Linked DNA regions of Bombyx mori: region 1 is linked to region 2. Evidence: chromatin contacts called from public Hi-C data. All regions are on one chromosome and are shown on one strand. The core of a region is the stretch at or near the end of the contact, and the rest is flanking DNA. Distances in the headings are between cores, read along the strand shown. Region 1 holds the start of LOC101738470 (protein lin-37 homolog). Region 2 holds the start of LOC733017 (NADH dehydrogenase).

What was found. Hi-C and Micro-C count contacts between places; a contact is called where the count stands out from the background.
Region 1: a Hi-C map of whole pupa shows a contact between it and region 2, with 2.5 times the contacts expected there. The contact joins the promoter of LOC101738470 here to the promoter of LOC733017 in region 2. A contact is called at or near these places in 4 of 7 Hi-C or Micro-C datasets (middle silk gland, posterior silk gland and whole pupa).

The regions. Positions count from the first base shown.
Region 1 is chr8:15,047,572-15,051,341 of ASM3026992v2, forward strand. LOC101738470 (protein lin-37 homolog) reads right to left here and starts at 2,179. Exons shown (of 6, transcript XM_004923608.3): 1 at 1,936-2,179; 2 at 1,368-1,476; 3 at 180-377. The coding sequence starts at 2,017. It overlaps wibg (Wibg protein), which reads left to right and starts at 2,600. Exons shown (of 3, transcript NM_001046823.1): 1 at 2,600-2,763; 2 at 3,113-3,382. The coding sequence starts at 2,727.
Region 2 is chr8:14,895,755-14,899,619 of ASM3026992v2, forward strand. It overlaps LOC733017 (NADH dehydrogenase), which reads right to left and starts at 1,704. Exons shown (of 3, transcript NM_001110314.1): 1 at 1,485-1,704; 2 at 1,187-1,300; 3 at 473-934. The coding sequence starts at 1,652. The coding sequence ends at 755. It overlaps LOC101743873 (protein HID1), which reads left to right and starts at 2,531. Exons shown (of 17, transcript XM_012697981.4): 1 at 2,531-2,691; 2 at 2,767-2,980; 3 at 3,235-3,380; 4 at 3,835-3,865. The coding sequence starts at 2,626.

The DNA.
Region 1 (3,770 bases), core at 929-3,428, 150 kb after region 2:
TACTCTTGACACCACAGTCCATGATGCTCTACACTCGGTGGCTAATAGGAATAAATGGCTTAGAGTGATTCACAATAAACTCTTTGCAAATAAGTGATCACGATCCTCAGCATTGAGGAAACCGAAGCAAGGAGGATTACAAGATGATTAGCATTATTATTAAAAAAATATATAATTACCCAAATTTGCTGTAATCAGCTTTAGGTTGGTTTGCAATCCAGGCTCTGCAGATCGGATAGAGAGGGGAATCCTCATCAAACTGTGACAAGTCAACACTCCTATCGAACAGTTTGAGAACATATGACTGCCGCTGGGATTGTTTTTGTGAGTGAATATCTTCTTCTTCCGATACATAGGTTTCATCTTGATCTGATTGTCTGTGAAGGTGATTTCATATTCTGATTCTATCAATGTTTTAAATGAGAATGTTTGTGGGGATGGATAGACGTTTGTTAATCTTTGAAGTTAAAAGATTTTGATGTGACTTAACAATTTATAATCTTAATATATATAAATCATATGTTACATTGTTTGTCCGTGATAGACTCCTAAGCGACTTAACCGATTTTAAATTAAATTTGCACACCGTGTGCAGTTTGATCCAATTTGAAAGATAGGATGGTTTTTATTTCGATTAATGGTCGCAATATTTATTAATTAACAATAAAATGATTTCTTATGTTGATTTTTTTTATTAATTGAAGTTTCATAAATCTAAAACAGATGGCGCCTTAAATCGGTTGTCTGACATTATTATCTCATAGATGGCGCTATGTTAAAAATACCAAAGTTTCACATAAGCTACAATTTAATGGCACAAACACCACGTGTTGCTGAGGCTAAAGTTTAAGTAAAAATTATTTCGTAGTAAGCGCAATACAGTGAAATCCAATTGTTCTTACTTTGTCAATTTTTGATATTAGCATAGCCGGCCACGCGGCGTGTTATTTAGAAACAAAAACCTTAGCCACAGCAACGTGTGGCCGGGTCTGCTAGTAGCTTATATGTTAAAACCCTACATAGGCTATTGATGTTTACACAAATTTAGGTGTGAATACTGTAATGGTCTGTACTATATTGGTTAACTTTAGGAATCCTGTGTTACATTCATATACATTTATTCTGGTTATTAACCTGGCTAACTAAAATTGTCTTATAACAAAATCTAATTTTAGCTGGTCTACTTTTCTTCTGTTGTCATGATCTTAATCGTTGATGGTTGTGTCTAGTTTGATTTTTCATCAATCAACTATCATGACAAACTCCTCGAAGTCTCAATGGCCTCAGTCTTATTTATTAGCTTAAACTATATTAAATATAATGCAATTCTAGTTTAAAATGTATAATAGATATCTATGAATAAATACCTTCTTTTCCCTGGTGTAAGTTCAGTAGAGTCATCAGAATCCAATGCCGGTTCCAATATTTCCATTAACGCTCCCTGCAGCCTCCCTCGAGCAGTTGTCACCTCTTTTACTGTTTGTTTAAACAAAAAACATTAAAATATGTGATATACTATTTTCTTCAGTTTTTAAAAGATGTAATTGTAACTATTTTTTCGCTCTAATCACGCGTATCTTACTTTCACGACATTTTAAATACTTTGCATTTATCAGGATCTTCGACTACTAGCGTGTTAGTGATTTTATGATGACTGACATTATATATAATAAACTAGACGCGGGAATACAATAGATAATTATAGATACGAATCCGGTGTAAGCTTTGAATTTAAAACAGTTCAGCAAAAAAATTCGTTTTTAAATTAAGAATTTATATTCGATATTCAATATTCTGCATCTTTATTGAAGGAAACTCAAATCGAACATGGTCCTCCCCTAAGCTAAAAGTTTAACCACCAACCAACGAGACTACCATATCAGGAAAATTTTATATCCTACAATTGTGTATTAAAGTTCGTTATGTTGATCAAACCTTTATTAGAAATTTGAGGGAATTGCGTTATACTCTTTCCTTTGTTTTTGATTGGAGTGAAAATCCTTCTTCGTTTACGCATTTTTAAACCTGCTCCTTGAATCTATTTAAAATTAAAATAACTAAAATAATTAATCAAAACAAATGAGATGTGCACAGTATATTTAATTTGTTCTTTTTTAATTTGTATAAGGCCATTGGCTACTCTAACTTTGGGTCTACATTCGTGTTTTTTGTTGAATGCTGTTTTTTTTTTTGGAGAAATCTTGAAGTTACAAAAAGGATATAATATTATAGGATAAGTTAAAAAAGGTGACGATAGTGGATTTTAATATGTTTTTTTTTCATGTAAAAACTACTCATAAGTATTTAGACGAGAATTCTTGATATTTTCTCAAAAGTTAACTAAAATAGCAGTCAATTCTCATCTTACTAGCATACTATTTCCTTTAATTTTGTATCATATCATTTTATTTCAGATAAATTAATCTTATTTCTCATTTAACAAAGTATTTTAATGTATCTTTGAAATAATAAAATTAAACCATCAAACTCGACACGAGTAACGATGGCAGAGAAAGAAACCGAGTGCTATATATGTAAAAAGTAACAATCTATGGTCCCTCTGTTATGTGTCAAACAAAGCGGTTCAATATTTTATTTGTCAAAATAGTTTCTTGTGTGAATCTTGGTTTGACTGTGTAGAGTACCACGAAAATAGCTCATTATTTAAGAATACATTGCCGTGATTTATAAATGTTGAAATACAAATTGAAATCTTATGTATTATAATGTCAACACCAACGGCTTATGAGCACGACGCTGATGGTTAGTGTACAAAAAAATTCACGATTGAAGAATTTTCAAGCCTCACCGCTTTCTCTAGTAGTTTTCACATTAACCACGTTTCGTGTGATTGAAGATATTCGAATTAATTGATACAATACGATTTTTTTGTAAACATTAGAGTTTAACGTTTCACACAATAATTATAGGAAGAACTGTCCTTTAAATACTTGAATTTTTCATCCAAATATATTACCTATTATTGTTAATTAACAGTCTATTATATATTTCTAATCGAGCTTAACTTTTACTGATTTTCAAAGATAAAACTAATTACAAAAACTTTACAAAATTAATTTAAACTTAACTTTTAAAAATTTCAACATTCAAGGGAGTAAATTCATTCCTGCAACTCAAAGACCTGATGGAACCTGGCGCAAGCCGAGAAGAATAAAAGAAGGTTATGTACCTCAAGAAGAGGTACCGTTGTATGAAAGCAAAGGAAAACAGTTCAGGGCCAGGCAAAATGATGGACTTCCGGTTGGACTTACACCTGAGATTGTAGCTCAAGCACAAAAGAAGAAAGGTCAACGAAGCACTATCCAACCTATACCTGGAATGATTATAACTGTTGAAAAGAAGAAAAAGAAAAAGAAGACAGGTATAAAAAAAAACATTTTTTGTTGTTCCTGAAGCAAAATGGTACTTGGTGTAATATGTTATTACATCATCAAATGGTCATTGAGCTCATCTGCTTATCTATAGGGCTCATATATAATAAATGAAGCTTTGAGTCCTTACTGAATTAATATTTCATGAAAAAATTTAAGGTACTTTTCTGTGTGAGGTGACTTCTTTCTGGTCGTTCCCTCTATGCTGAGGATCATGACTGTATGTCAATCTCCTCCACTCGGTCCGGTTCTGCGCCATAAGTACCGCTTCCTGTATCTGGCCTCTAGTCACCTCCTTAAATTGGTCCACCCATCTAGCTGGTGCTCTTCCTCTAGCACGCTAGGTACTCTTAAATTACATAAAAGAAAATATTCCAG
Region 2 (3,865 bases), core at 454-2,953:
TGGTATTTTAATGAAAATTTTGTCTTTCAAGAGTACTAGCATGCTTAAGTTTATTGTTTGAGTGACTTCCTGAGTTCACCTGGCTTTTCTGGAAAAACAGGATCACTGCTCCAGGCATGTTAGCAATTGCCAATATTCTGGCAAGAGGAAGGCAATGTTATCAAGTATGCACTGCTGTCCTTCATGTCATGTCCCATCATAATCACCCAACATCTTTCTTCAAACAAGGTTTGAAATAAGTTCTTATTTAGTAGCTTTATGTGTGTCATTGTCAAGATCCATTAGTAATGGTAGCCACTTACCATCATATAGGACATAGCCCACCTTGAAATACAAAATACTCCAGCAGTTTTGAAAATCAATAAAAATTAATGACAAATAATAGTACAGATTTAAGGCATTTTCTCTTTTAAAAAAAAGGGACTCTCGAGTCAAATGCTTATTTAGCATGAATTATGAATGAAATAAAATGTGATCTATTTACTATTTTATTATCAGATAATGTACCACCAGATCAAATGAAATACAAATGATCTATTCTAACAGGCATATAATTAAAAACAAAACTTACACTTTTTACACAATGGTCTGAAGTGCACTGATAACGTTTGTGTAAAATTAAAACAAAAGTTGTCTAATCACTAAACAATACTTTTAGGCCAGTTGTAAATTAAGAAAATGCAATTTTGTGTTTGGTTTGTTATCGTTTCAAAAATACAACTGGTCCAAAATTATGAAGTTTATATTTTTTTTATTATTCATAAATATCTTCCTTGTCAGCAATGTATTGGACAATGTCTTTTGGTCTGACCAGTCTCTCTGCATCACCATCCGGTATCTCAAATCCAAATTCATCTTCCATTGCCATTATGACCTCAACATGGTCCAGTGAGTCAAGACCCAGATCATTCATGAAGTGGCTATCTACAGTCAACTGAAAAATAAGAGAAAAATTATTTTATATTTCTTTATCTTAGAATAAAACTTTATGCCCCACCAGTTTTGCACTGACTGTAATAAAATTTCCACAATCTAACCTGTTCAGGGTTAATTTTGTCATAAAGTTGAAGTACAAGCAGTACTCTACTTTTTATAAGGTCTAAGGTGAGGGGAGGGCCACCGCTGTACTTGCGGATACCATGTTTCTCGTTCTGAAACAAAATATTTCTAAATGAATATTATGTACCTGACTAGCACTGAGTTTGTCGTAAGCCTTGCACACTTTCAGGACTCGCTCCTCGATTTCCTGAACCGAAAGCTTAGACTGCACGCCTGTCGAGTACCGATGTGATTGTGGTACCTAAACAGTTCGAGTTATCACTGTAATTTTGTTATGCAATAATAATTGAGGTTATATTGATTTTGTTTAAAACAGACTCGAGAAATTTATAATAATATAATGTTAAGGAAATATTTCATTGTAATATAATGATCACTATACGGCCCAAAATGCATTTTATTATATCAGTAGATAAGAGTCTTACCCCATTCTGAAGGGCCTGACTTTTGTATATTTTGACAGCGGCTTTAATTGTGCTGAACTTTTGCTGCAACGCAACGGTCGAAAGACGACATGTTACGGACGTTCTATACGTTGTTGATCTCCGTAATAGACCACCGAAAGCACTTCGGAAAATATTCGCAGCAGCCATTTCTTCAAGCTCACGAAATGCTTTATTTTCTTTCAGCAATTCTCTCTCATCGAATCCGAAAGCCTGGGTTGCCAAAACCTTTAATACAACTGCAATCGATAAACTGTGTCAGCTGTCACGTATAGGTACATAAAGAGCCAAAACATTTAGCTCAGACAGGTATTTATTTTTTTCAAAACAGAGTTAATTTAATTTATTGAAGTCGTCTTGGCCTAAGGTATAAGATGCCCGCGATGCATTCAAATGCCGCAGGTAGGTACCAGTTTTTCCAACGAAATATTTACTAAACAGTTAATTATTTACGATTGACTTCTACGGTGAAGGAATAACATCGTGTAATAAGAATCAAACCCGCATTTATAATTTGCGTAATTACTGGTGGTAGGACGCCTTGTGAGTCCTCACGGGTTGATACCACCACCCTACCTCTTTCTGCCATTAAGCAGTAGGTGTCATGATCAATCGATTCCGACCGAAAAATGGATTTGTCCTACTATCCCTACTATATAGGATGTCCCTACTATATAGGTATATGTAAAGGCGTTAGAACCAGCTAGGTACATATATTAATCAATTCATTCAACTCATTTCAAACAATGAAAGACATAAATGGATCCACATTACTTGGTGTTTGATGCTCAAAAACCTAAAAGAAATTTCGAACTTATTATGAAGACTGCTACTAAATTTTACATTTTCTTAAATTTTATCGACAATTTCATAAAATAATGTAATGATGTCATTTTTGATTACTGTTGATGGCTAGTTAATGTATTGACAAAATGAACGTGTAGATTCCATAGACCTATATAGTAGTAGATTCTAACTTAATTCATAGATAAGTCATTGAATATATAAGTCATAGATCTAAGTAAATACTCTGTGCCAAAAGTGACGTTTTTTAATTTATTGTTTTGTGTGAACGTATGTTGATATGAAGTTATTGTTTTCAAATTAAATAATAAAAGACAAGATGGGTAATGCTGACACAAAATTAAACTTTCGAAAGGCGGTTGTCCAGTTAACTTCAAAGTCGCAGGTAATTGAGCACCAATTCGAAGAAAAATAATGAAATAAAAATCAGTCTAGTTTCATCGATTTATGTATTTTGCAGCCTATAGATGCGTTGGACGATAGCTTCTGGGATCAGTTCTGGTCAGAGAGCGTAACCAACGTACAAGATGTATTCGCATTGGTTCCCGGTGCGGAGATACGTGCCTTGCGCGAGGAATCTCCTAATAATTTAGCAACGCTGGTTTACAAGGCTGTGGAAAAACTCGTCAAGGTCGTGGACAGCAGCTGTAGGACGCAGAGAGAACAGCTGATCGGTGAGAAATTTACTGAACACCTTTTTTGCCCAAAAAAGTATCACAATTGTTTCGTCCACTCTCAGGTCTACATCATCAAAATGCAGCTGAAAACAATATTTCTGTCTCAAGTTCTTTCTCAAAATAACAATTAAAAAATACTATAAAAATTTTGACCAAGACCATACCATACAGATTAGTAATACAATAGTTTGTAAAGAAAAAATCACTTTTTCTTTCTTTCAGCATTGAACTGTGCACTTTCTTTCTTTCAGCATTGAACTGTGCACGTCTTCTTACCAGAGTATTACCATATATGTTCGAGGAACCCGAGTGGCACAGCTTCTTTTGGTCATCGCTCCCGGCTGCAGCTGAGAATGACTCTGTACCATTAGCACAATCACTGATAAATGCCGTTTGTGTAAGGGAATGTTTGCTTTATTTTGCTAATTTTATAAGACCCTTGTAAGTATTTTCTGGTGTTAGTAGATATTTCAATCTCACATTCCCATTTATCTATATTTGGGTTTTAGTTAATAATAAACTACATAGCCCATTAAAACAGTAGAAAGATAAAAATAGTGGATTAGTAGGAATACTACACTTAGGAAAATTTTGGTCATGTAAAGTAATCTGTACATGATCCTGGTACTTGGTACTTTAATTTGGTTGTGTGATGTTTAGTCAATCTACTAGCCTACTTATTACATAAAGTCTAGTGAGTTTATTCAGCATATCAAATAGAGTACATTTATCCATGAGGGGATATGAGAAACAATAAGTTGTCGGAAAGATGTCTGTCTGAGCTTATGGTCAAGCATAATCCATAACTACTTTACTAAATTTTTAGTAAATGATTCATCATCATCTTGCAGGATCTACTCTTCTGCCCAGACTTCACAGTAA